Regions from separate parts of the Mus musculus genome. Here region 1 is linked to region 2. A link is a contact called in public HiCAR-type data. All regions are on one chromosome and are shown on one strand. The core of a region is the stretch at or near the end of the contact, and the rest is flanking DNA. Distances in the headings are between cores, read along the strand shown. Region 1 overlaps Me3 (malic enzyme 3, NADP(+)-dependent, mitochondrial). Region 2 has its middle 21 kb from the start of AI314278.

Region 1 (5,797 bases), core at 3,217-5,716, 410 kb before region 2:
ATGTCTTCTGATAAAAATGCGTTGCCATACATGTTTATGTTTGGCGTACTAATTAAAGGAGGAGGGTTGAGAATAGCCTAGGAGAAGACTATGAAATAAATATTGTGCCTGCAGGGATATTTTTAATTTAGGAAGCATCTGAATGTGTGTGGGTGTTACACATGCCTCAAATGGCAAGTGGCTTCCTCAGTTGCTCTCTTCTTTGGCGTTTTGACATAGGGTCTCTCAGCTTTTACCTGGAGCTTGCCAATTGAGCTAGGCTGGTTGGTCATTGAGCCCCAGGGGCCCCTGTCTCCCTGGGGTCTACTTCAATGCTGGGATTACAAGTGTATACTGCTGCTCTTAGCTTTATAAAATACGCTCTAGGGATTGAACTCTGGGCTTTGGGTTTGCATGGCAAGCATATTACTTACTGAGCCATCTCCCCAGCCCCTAGTTTTGTTTTGTTTTTATAATAAAAGGCAGAGATTTGTTGCCTTTGTAGCTAAAACAGTGTTTAATTTTCCAGTTTCTAAAACTTTTTTTTTTTTTTGCCAAACATTAGAAATTACTTTCTACCTATTACTTAGTTTTAAAGTCTGATATTTTCCTATGTTTTTTTCAACTAAAACAAGAGTTTCTACTAACTATTTGGACATTTAATATTTTTATGTTTTTCAAATTATGTGATTTAAAATTAGGGTTCTTGATAATTATTTTTATTGTGAAACTGATGAAACGGCTCTATGTTTTGATGTTGAGCAACTATATTTTCACTTTGGGAGAGAATGGTTTGAGTTCTGTGGGAGAAATAACTGGAGAGTGTTTGCTAACTCCAGGTTCAATACAAGCTTAAACATCTGAATAAATAATGAATTGCAAGAGAAACTTCCAAGATATGGTATGATATCCAAGATCTGGCACGATAAAACAAATGTATTATTAAGTAAATCATAAAGGTTTACAGTTTTGAGTTTACTATAAGTTATAACAATTCTAAACTTCGTACACCTAATAACACTGGGCCAAAAGATATAAAGTAAATATGGTCAGAGACACAAGGAAAATTGAAGTTTCCCATAACTCTGCTTATCTTTCAGAAATAGGTTGAGTAGACACAAAATTCAGTAATGTATAGAAATGGTTAAAATAATAACCCCCCCAAACAAAAGGTATTTCATGCAACCATGTTGGTGTACATATCAGTTTGTAAGAGGATGTGAACAGTCTTCTTAAATTTGATCATAACATTTGACAAAAATTTCCCCCAAATATTCTTTGAATATAATTCAATTAAGGTATTAAGGTATTAAGAATATATACAGGGGAATGCCAAGGCCAGGAAGTGGGAGTGGATGGGTTGGGGAGCAAGGTGGGGGGAGGGTATAAGGGACTTTCAGGATAGCATTTGAAATGTAAATGAAGAAAATATCTAATAAAAATTGTTTTTGAAAAAAAGAATATATCTGGAATTTTGAAAATCTATGTCTAGAAACTTCTAATTCTCTGCATAGGATATAGTAGATTAGATGATGGAACCCCAAGACACTACCTGCACCAATTAAAAAAAAAAAACAGGAAGACATTTCCAAAGCCATATGTGAGAACTCTGAGAAGAATATCGACTAGCAGTATCTGATTCTGTGGAGGGAGCCTTTCTGATATAAGCAGCAATTGTCTTCTCTGGGTATATTTACTGATTCTGGAGTTGGAATAAAAAGGATTAAGCTGGGTCTAGGCAGATGGTGTCTCCTGAGGAAATGAGAAATCCGACAGGGCTCTTGGCGGCCATGTGGGACTGATGCAATAGATCAGAACATTGGAGACCTTAGCCAGTGTCTTCCATCTTTTGCGAGTTGTATTCCCAGGGATGCAGTCATTGCATGTGAGATTGTAAGCAGAGATTACTGGGGGATCTTCACAAGGACTGACTGCTTTATTCTCTTCGAGAAATGTAGAGTTTTACTTTCTGCATTTAGGTCTATGCTTTGGGGAGATTGTTGGCTGAGAACTAGCACCAAAGGAAGCTGATAGTGGAAGAATAAGACCCAAACAAGGGATGATTGATTCATGAATCTGCTAAATTCTCTCCATGGATCTTTATAGTTTACCTGGCTTGAACTGAGAGACAGTCAAATCGGACCTACTCTTATAGGCAGCAGGAATCCTGGCCGAGGAGACAGCAGGGGTAGGTCTTAAGCATGACTTATACAGTGAAATGAGATGGGTCACAGCAGGGGCTCCAAGCTGTTCTTTACTGTTTGTCTTGGAGTGTGAGTACTTCTCAACATGGGAGAGGTAGAAGTTTTCACTAAACTGGCCTCCAAAACACCAAGGTCAGACTGACGTCATCTCTACAAGCAAACTGCTTTGACTTGCTCAGTTATGCCAGTGTGAAGGATGGGAAGGAGAATCTGTTCCAGAACTCGGAACATTAAATCACGTCTTTGTTAGACATTAAATCTAACGGGGCTGACCTTCCTCACGGTGTTTACTCTCACTGCGTCTCCTTTTCCTCAGTCTTTGGCATGCTGACCCTTCCCACCCCTATTTCTCTACTTTTAGTGATGACAAAAAAGAATGTACTCAACAACCCAAAGGGCAGTGAGCCCTCTTGATGAACGTCTAGCCACTCAGCCCCCCACATCCTACTGAGTCTTGAAGGTAATATATTCTTCTGAAAGGGATTAACTTCCTGAGGAGTGGACCTCATTTTCTAGCAAGTAGCTTTGCTTGCATTTCTTGAGTGTTTATGACTTAACCCACCCTTTATTCTTGGGGCAAAGTACAAAGCCAGCTCTCCTTTTTGTCTTTATAGGAAGTGTCCATTCTCCTCCGAGCATGCTGTCTTCTATATTAACTTTTTTTTTTCATGGACATAACACTTTCTCTCTTATGAAAAAGGACTCATGTCCAATCTAGACCTTTACCTCTACAAAGGTGAGGTTCTAGGCAGAAATTTCCAGAAGGTTTGATTAGTAGATAGCAATTAATAGTAAAAGAGATATTCAGAAAGGAATTCAGACAAAGGTTATAGGAAAATGAGTCTCCAGGGCCTTCAGGAACAAAGCTATCATCGCTGTTTGCCTTAGCATCTACCCCCAAACCCAAAGGAAGACAAATGACAAATATAACCACAGAGACAAGACTGGCCATTTTGGAACCGGTTTATATTGTATTTCTTCATCCAGCCCAAACCATCTCTGGAGACTGCGTCAGACCTTCTGAACACTCATAGCTTCCTTAGGCCAGCTGTAGGTGTCTAGTGAGAAGGAGTCATAGTCTGGAGTGTAGATCAGAGATTTTACAAAAGCCTCCTTGTCCTTGGGCTCTGGATAGTAGGAGGCCAAGTTGTGTTTGTATGCATAGTCGAGGACCTAGGAAAAATATGTTCGGGTGAGGAACTAGATCTATGGGTAAGTCTGTCTTAAAGGCTCCTTACTTGGCAGCCAGGGGCTAAGGAGTATCTCCTAAAGAACCAGTGTTTCTCTTCAGTTGTGACCTACGACACCACTGGAAGGGGAGGGTTAGAACTTTCTTTCTAGATAGTACTTACTTCCCCCCCAAGAGGCTTGTAGTCTCCCTCTCCAGAGCTCCGGAGATAAAGGGTTCATACCTCATGCCTGGGCCAGGCTAAAAGAGGCTGAGCCTATCTCACCTGCTTCCCACTCCCTGTGGGTTTCCAGCCATGTCAGGCTTCATGGGTACTTCAGTGTCCTAGTCGGTAAGCAGAGTAATTATATCCCTTTCCTAGAGCGATGTGAATAGAGGCCATTCCCTTGCTGGCTGAGAGGTTGAACTGGATGATTTTCTTATGAACAAATAGCCTTAATGAAGGAAGTGTGGTGGCTGAGCTGGACTGGGACTAAGTTGTTGGACTTTACAGCTGCGGTTTAAGGGTGCCTGCCCTGGACAACTAACTCATGTACTGCTGACTTAATACATAGTCAACTAACTATGTATTGCTGAGCAGTGCAGTTTATGAAATTATTTGTCATTCTAACAGAAAAAGCCATATACACTAATGGGAATGATACGTATCCATTATCCAGCTTGGATAGTTATTATTTGAAATTGGTCTTTATTGTATTGTGCTGTATTTGAAAACCTATCGCTTTTGCATAATCTCACAGTCTGGAATATTCTGTGAACCTGATCACCTCCTCACCTCTTAAAGAGAGAAAGAGGGAAAAGAAACATGTGCCATGCTTAGCAGGAACATTTAGTCTCCAGAGCTCCAGGAGAGAGGAACTTCTGACCTCTTCAGAACCGAAGTGGAATGAAGTAAAGATATCTGCTGATTGCCAGAGTAAGGACTCCAAAGCCCGAGTCCTTGCCATGAGGCTATGCAAGCTGACCTTTCTCATAAATGACTGACTATGATTCATTAAGAAAAAAATTCCACCCACGTTCTGGTTCACAAGACCATGGCCTCTGGTGGCCTTTCCTGATGTTTTGGAGGAAATCTGGGTGCTTTCCTAGAATTGGCCTGAATGGGTATTTGGGACTCAGGCTGTTGAGCAGGCAAGAGTTTGTCACTCAGTCTTTGGTGTGCATGCAGGGATGCTCAGGGAGCTCAGGATGTTTCCCTGGCTGCCATCCCCTTAGCTCTCCTGAAGTCAGAGGAATAGGTGGAGCCTTACTACCCATGCCAGAGGGATACAAGTAGGATACCCCTTACTTTGACTGCAATTCTCAGAGACACATCTCGGATGGTGCTGAGTGGTGGGTAGAGTCTCCCCTGAGACAGGTGCTGCTCAGAGACTTCTTGGGCAATTTGCTAGAGAGAGGGAGAGGGGAAGGGAGAGAGATAGGTTGATTTTTTTTTTTCATCACAGAACAAATCCATCCCCTTATCCCAAAGCTTGCCCAGGTACTGCAACCTGTGCCACATAAGGAAGCTTAATGCTAGGCTTAAACAAAGACTCATTCTGTCTATAGTAAATATGGCTGATGTTCAAAGCAGCACGGGACTCCCTGAATTCTAAAAGAAAATCACCAAGACCAAGAAGGATGTAGTTGTGACCGGCAAACAAAGCTTTTTGTCCTCTGGTTGGCCACAGCCTGTTACACAATGGTCTCTGGGTTCCTTACTTCTTGGATTCTAGTCTCCTCCGACACGCTTGATATTCTAAATGGTCATCTAAACAAAATCATTTCTCTGGTCATGGTTCTATGAGTTTTCCTTTCCAGCCTTGTTTCTTCTCTAATGCCAGTGTTGGGGGGCAGTGAGTGGGCAGAAGAGATGAGAGGACGAATCCAGGGGTCACCAGGCTTAAAGACCTGGTGTTGATCCACCAACCCTATTAGATTAGAAGCACCCTAGGAAGAAAAGACAGTGGTACCTCTGCCGTCAGGAGGAAGATTTCATCTGGGATGTGCCGGATCCCACCAGCGATGACACCCAGAGCTACCCCAGGAAACACATAGGCATTGTTTCCCTGACCAGGAGTGAATGTCCTGCCATCTTCCAGAGTCACACTCTTAAAAGGACTTCCACTGGCAAAGATTCCTCGGCCCTGGAGGCAGGAAGAAAACAAGAGCTGGATCATGGAGACAGGTTTGGAGTAGTCATGGTAGTCTATTCTTGTCTCTTAAATATGGGGTCCGCTTCATTCTCCCTTAAGTGTTCAGAACTGTAGTGAGAACTTGGTAAGTACTCTAAGAACAATTTACTTATCTGACCAGAAAGCTAAGCCCCACCTCCCTTTAAGTTACTGACAGTGGTGGTCATGGTGACCCTTCCCCCCAACATTTGGAAGGGCCAAGTCTGGTCAGTTGCCTAGAGAATACAGAAGCATGGTTCTGGATAAAGCTC
Region 2 (5,595 bases), core at 3,086-5,585:
CTTATTCACTTTACATCCTACTCACTGCCCCACACCTGGTCACCAACCCCCACAATCCTCCCCTGTCTCCTCTGAGCAGGTGGAGCCCCCCCAGGGTCCTCCCCACCCTGGCACATCAAGTCTCTATGAGGCTAGGTGCAACCTCTCCCACCGAGGCCATACAAGGCAGCCCAGCTAGAACATATCCCACGTACAAAGAACATGACTTCTAAGGCTTGTGGCTATGTGCCTATGTGTGACTCAAAGGCATATCCTAGTCTCACATGCAGAAAGAAATGTCTTCTGTGTTCTCCAGTATATTTTGTACTTTCAGTACTTTGGTCTTCTTTAACCACTAAGAAAATAAAATACATCTTCTGAATGCCCAGAGTAATCATTGTAAATATTTTCTCTATTGTTCAAGAAATGTGTGCTTTATTTTCTTTAAATCCGCACATCACTGTATTACATGCCCATTTATTTACTTTTCTCTTATAGGACTCATCTATTAAAACAAAAAGCACAGCTTCTAAAAAATTACAAGTGTATGTGTTTGTGCATGTGTGTGATATATGTGTACATGTGTGTGTGAATGAGCACATGTGTACATACATGTGAAAAGGCCAGAGGAGGATGACTGTGTCCTCTTCTGTCATTTTGCCTTATTCCCTGAGACAGGGTCTTTTGCTAAATGTGGAACTAGAAGAGCAGCCAATATGCTGCAGCAATTCTCCTGTCTCTGTCCCCCTCAACTCCGGGGTTATGCCTGTGTACACAACCATAACTGTTTACAGTATCCCACTATTTACTTGGTGCCTAGATATTCTCAGATTCTCAGGCTTTGTAATGGAGCCCTCTTTCTGACACATTTTCTCAGCTCCTCTTCCTTCTATTATTCTATTATGTATGATTCCCAGCACAAAACAGAGGCTCAATAAACAAGCATTGATCACTGATGTCTTCTAAATGTCCTGTGTATTCCTTGTGCAATATGAAGTAAAAATAGTAAGTTATTTGAATATGCAGCAGAATGAAAGTGACCAATAGGGACAATGATATGGTAAGATCTGGTAAGCAGGAAAAGGAAGTGGACATATGTAATGATTCTGAACGTCCATCTCTGTTCTCTTCCATCACAGCCCCCTCGGACTGGCTTTTGAATTTCAAAAGTGTTGTCATAGAACCAACAATATCAACAATGTCACTTGCCTTCTGCACTACCAGTTGAAAAGATGTTGCTCTTAAGGTGATTTGTTCATGTCTATCTCCAAAGAAAGAGGGTGGTGTCCAGTGGAGAAATACTAGTTCTCACCACAAGATTATAAACAACCACAGGTTTTGTTGTTGTTTGCTGCTGAACTGGGGTGCTTGATTTTGTACTTAGTTCATTCAGAGATCCACTAAGCATGACTCTGCAAGAGTGCCTTTTGTTATATTTGGGAAGTTTTTAAGCACAATTTCTTCTGCCAGGCGTTCTGACTCACTAACAATTATATGTATGTTAGTATATTGTCTTCCCTGTTGCTAAGACTCTGTTAAATTTTTTGCTCTTCCTTCTCTATATTCTGCAAATCATTAATTTCTTTCGTTAATTAATTATTCATTCTGCATCCAGGTTACATTCTTCTTCCTGGTCCCCCAACAGCTCCCCATCCCTTCTCTCCTTCTCCTCTGAGAAGGGGGAGGACCCCTGGGTATCACCCCACGTTGGCATATCAAGTCACTGCAGGACTATGTTCATCCTCTCTCATGGAGGCCATACAAGGCAGTTAGGGGAACAGGATCCACAGGCATGCAAGAGATTCAGGGACAGCCCTTGCTCCAGTTGTTGAGGGACACCCCCATGAAGACCAAGCTGCACTTCTGTTACATGTGTTTGGGGGGAGTGAGGAGCTAGGTCCACTCCATGCTTGCTCTTTGTTTGGTGGTTCAGTCTCTGGGAGCCCCCAAAGGTCCAGGTTAGTTGACTCTGTTGGTCTTCTTTTGGAGTCCATATCCTTTTCAGGTTCTTCAATCTTTCCCCCAAGTCTTCTACAAGACTCCTGGAGCTCCATCTAATGTTTGGCTGAGGGTCTCTACATTTGTTTCCACTGGCTGTTGGGTAGAGAGCTCTCAGAGGACAGTTATGAGAGGCTCCTGTCTGCAAGCATAAGAGTATCAATAGTGTCAGGGGTTGCCTTTTGTCCGTGGGATGGGTCTCAAGTTGGGCCAGTCATTGGTGGGTCATTCCCTCCATATCTGCTCAATCTTTATCTCTGAACATTTTGGTGACAGGACACATTTTGGGTAAAAGGCTTTGCAGGTGGGTTGGTGTCCTTTACCCTCCCCTGGGAGTCCTGTCTGGCTACAGGAGGTAGACATTTCAGGATGATATTTCTAGGTCCATCCATTTGCCTGCAAAATTCATGGTGTTCTTGTTTTTGATGGCAGAGCAGTATTCTTTTGTGCAAATGAACTTCATTTTCTTTATTCATTCTTCAGTTGATGGAAATCTGGGTTGTTTCCAGTTTCTGGCTATTATGAACAAAGCTCCTATGAACATTGTGGTGCATGTGTCTTTGTGGTATGGTGGACCATCTTCTGGGTTTATGCCCAGGACTGGGATAGCTGGGTCTTGAAGTGGAACTATTTCCATTCTTCTGATAAACGGCCAACTTGATTTCCAGAGTGCTTGTACAAGTTTGCACTCCTACCAGCAAAAGAAGAATGTTCACGTTGCTCCACATCCTGCCAACAAGGAGTTTTTGATCTTAGCCATCCTGACCAGTGTAAGATGGAATCTCAGAGACATTTGGATTTGCATTTTCCTGAAGACTAAGGATTTCGAACATTTCTTTAAGTGTTTCTCAGCCATTAGAGATGCCTTTGTTGGGAATTCTCAGTTTAGCTTCTTAATTGGATTATTTGGGTTGTTGGTGTCTAACTTCTTGAGTATATATATATTGGATATTAGCCCTCTGTTGGATATAGGGTTAGTGAAGATCTATTCCCATTCTATAGACCTCAACATAAAATCAGATACATTAAATCTAATAAAAAAAGAAAGTGGGAAATAGCTTTGAATGCACAGGAGACACCTTATTAAACAGAACACCCACAGCTCAGGTACTAAGACCAACAATTAATAAATGGGACCTCAGGAAACTGAAAAGCTTCTTTAAAGCCAAGGACACTGTCAACAGGACAAATCAGTGATTTCTACTGAGCTCTTCTCAGGTGCCTTGTGTCACCTATCAGCTACTATGCCATTTATCCAGAGAATGCTTTATTTCATATATTGTATTTTCAGTTGTACATTAATCACTTTTTTTTTACTTTTGTATAAGTTGTTTATCTGCACATTTTTATTCACTCCTTGATCAAAATTATTTATTCTCCAGTGAGAGATCCCAACCTAAGTCTTACATTTTTGCAGGTAGGTATATTGCCCGCAAGTCTTTGAACAGAACTATCATAAGCTATTTTAATATCATTACTAGCTAATTCTAATACCTAGTTCATCTAAATGGTTGTCTCTGTGTATTGCATTCCCTATAAAGTATGATTTACATGTTTGTATTATTTTGTAGTAATTAAAGATTGGTATACTTTTCCATTTATTTGTGTATATGTATTCCTATGTATGTGAGTGCATGAGTGCCATTGTATACATGTCAAAGTCAGAGGACACTTGTAGAAGTTGCTTCTCTCCTTCCACCATGTGTGTTCCATCAGTTAAATTAGGGTTGTCAGGCTTAGCAGCAAATGTGTTTACCCACTGACCTACCTTTCCTTTCCACCTTTTAGTAATTTTGAATTATGTCTTCAACAATGTGATATGTTACAGAGATTGTTTTCTGTCGTAGTCATCCTGTATTGAAACTGTTTTGCTCTAGTAGTGACATCCAGATTTTCAAAAATGGATATCTTAGAAAGTGTTGCACGGGATTTCAAAATGAGACCGGAGGCAAGAAGCATCTTTAACATCTTTAAGCATCTTCAACAACAGTGCAGCGAAACCTGCATCTTTGAGACTCCAGGAATTTGATTAAAAGGGAAGTTTGCATTGGGAGACTCAGACCCCTACTTTCCAACACTCCAGTAAATGGCTGAAAACTGAGCCCGAACTGAAATGTCAAGAACCCCTGGATATAGATTGAGAGGCAAGGTAATGATTTGGGATGTCATTTTCACAGGAGGAAGTGAATGTTGTGACTTTTCCTGAAGAGACATGGACGGTCACATCCTGCCCTCTGCGTAGTGAAGCAACAACAGAACAAAGAAATAGTTCCCCACAAGTCTTAAGTAAATGAAATAGTAAGTGTGGGTGGGGTTACATACAAAACATGGGTGACTCATACGCTGCTGCACTGCCCGAAAGCCAACAGTGTGGTAATACCTCAAACAGCCTCTTCCATAGTTTCCTGAGCAACTGGAAGGCCTGTTTGAGAGACTTCTTTCCACAGAAATTGTTGTGACTTCTTGTGTAACCTTTGGAAAGAGCTATTGACATATTTTTTTGCAATATACTTTTAATAAGGGTTCAACCTCTCCTCTAGCCCACCACCCAGCTAAGATAGTGAGAGAGAAAAGTTATTAGGATACGGGGGAAGTGGACTCTTGTTCAGCAATAGTTCTTTGGGGGTGAACTTGAACTTCTTTAACATCAGTTAAGTCCCATAGCAAACACCAAATACAACTCGGCAAGCTGCACATCAGTTCTCTAGGCAGGCAGCTACCAGGCACAAACCAGCAGCTGTAGTTCAATGGTGAAGAAACTACAGTGCTCGCCCACTGGCCTGAGGCAAGGCTGCAGACAACAGCAAGCTGCCGCAGGAACCTCAAGAGCAATTCTTGGGCAGGTTTCTCTCAATGGCAGCAGTACCACAAGTTCAGCTCAACAACGCTATGTAAGACAAACCAACACATGTACGCCATTAGCAAAGAATAACGAGGCAGAAAACAGCCAAACCAATGCTTGGTGCTCGTCTCCCACGGTCTATGGAGTCATATTTATATGCTTGCATCGAAGGTCCTTTCACATGTTTACTATATCAAAACATCCTCTCACCTGTGTCTGCTTCAGGAAAACACTCTTTCATGTGCCTGCTTTAGCAAGACATCCTTTCTCCTGTGTGCCTCAGCAAACCATCATTTGACATAAGTTACTAAGTCCCAAAGAACCTCCTACTTCAAAGGGCCTTTTGAATCTTGTAAGCTTCAGGAGATTTCTGAGACATGGAAGTTTTATTTCCTTTTTAAATCCCAATGAGCCACCATGTTTCTTCCAATATTTTAATATTGGACTATTTTAATTGGAAGAAATTTTCTACAAAACAGATGTCTTAGTTACCTTTCAATTGCCATAACAAAATACCATGACCAAGGCAACGTATAAAAGAAAGCACCCAATTTGGGGCTCAGGTTTCCAGAGGGTTAGAGTTCATGATCGTCATGGCAGAGAGCATGGCAGCAGGCAATCAGACATAGTACTAGAACAGCAGCTGAAAGCTTATATCCTTATTCACAAAAATGAGGCAGCAGGAGAGACACTGGGAAGGAAATGGGTTTTTAAAACCTCAAAGCCTGCACTCAGTGACACACCTCCTCAATCAAGGCTGTACTTCCGAATGCTTC

Evidence for each region. HiCAR-type assays count read pairs that join an accessible place to other places.
Region 1: a HiCAR-type map of fibro-adipogenic progenitors shows a contact between it and region 2, with 8 times the contacts expected there. The contact joins two enhancer-like sites. A contact is called at or near these places in 1 of 39 promoter capture datasets (hippocampal neurons), 3 of 15 datasets of contacts at CTCF or cohesin (the NIH/3T3 cell line, embryonic stem cells and large pre-B cells), 28 of 484 Hi-C or Micro-C datasets (the 3T3-L1 cell line, the HL-1 cell line, adipose-derived mesenchymal stem cells and 17 more) and 8 of 115 datasets of contacts at active chromatin or transcription factors (the 230-238 cell line, astrocytes, bone marrow-derived dendritic cells and 5 more).

The regions. Positions count from the first base shown.
Region 1 is chr7:89,849,295-89,855,091 of GRCm38.p6, reverse strand. It overlaps Me3 (malic enzyme 3, NADP(+)-dependent, mitochondrial), which reads right to left. Exons shown (of 14, transcript NM_181407.4): 12 at 5,325-5,498; 13 at 4,661-4,759; 14 at 733-3,356. The coding sequence ends at 3,195. Among named protein-coding and RNA genes, the nearest start is that of Ccdc81, 51 kb to the left of the region's middle. Within about 2 kb of position 4,466, at least 24 of the 459 cell types and tissues checked have an H3K27ac peak or open chromatin away from gene starts, as enhancers often do. A contact at or near this core is called in the HL-1 cell line and fibro-adipogenic progenitors, where this site is marked.
Region 2 is chr7:89,444,046-89,449,640 of GRCm38.p6, reverse strand. No RefSeq gene overlaps it. Among named protein-coding and RNA genes, the nearest start is that of AI314278, 21 kb to the right of the region's middle. Within about 2 kb of position 4,335, at least 48 of the 459 cell types and tissues checked have an H3K27ac peak or open chromatin away from gene starts, as enhancers often do. A contact at or near this core is called in the HL-1 cell line and fibro-adipogenic progenitors, where this site is marked.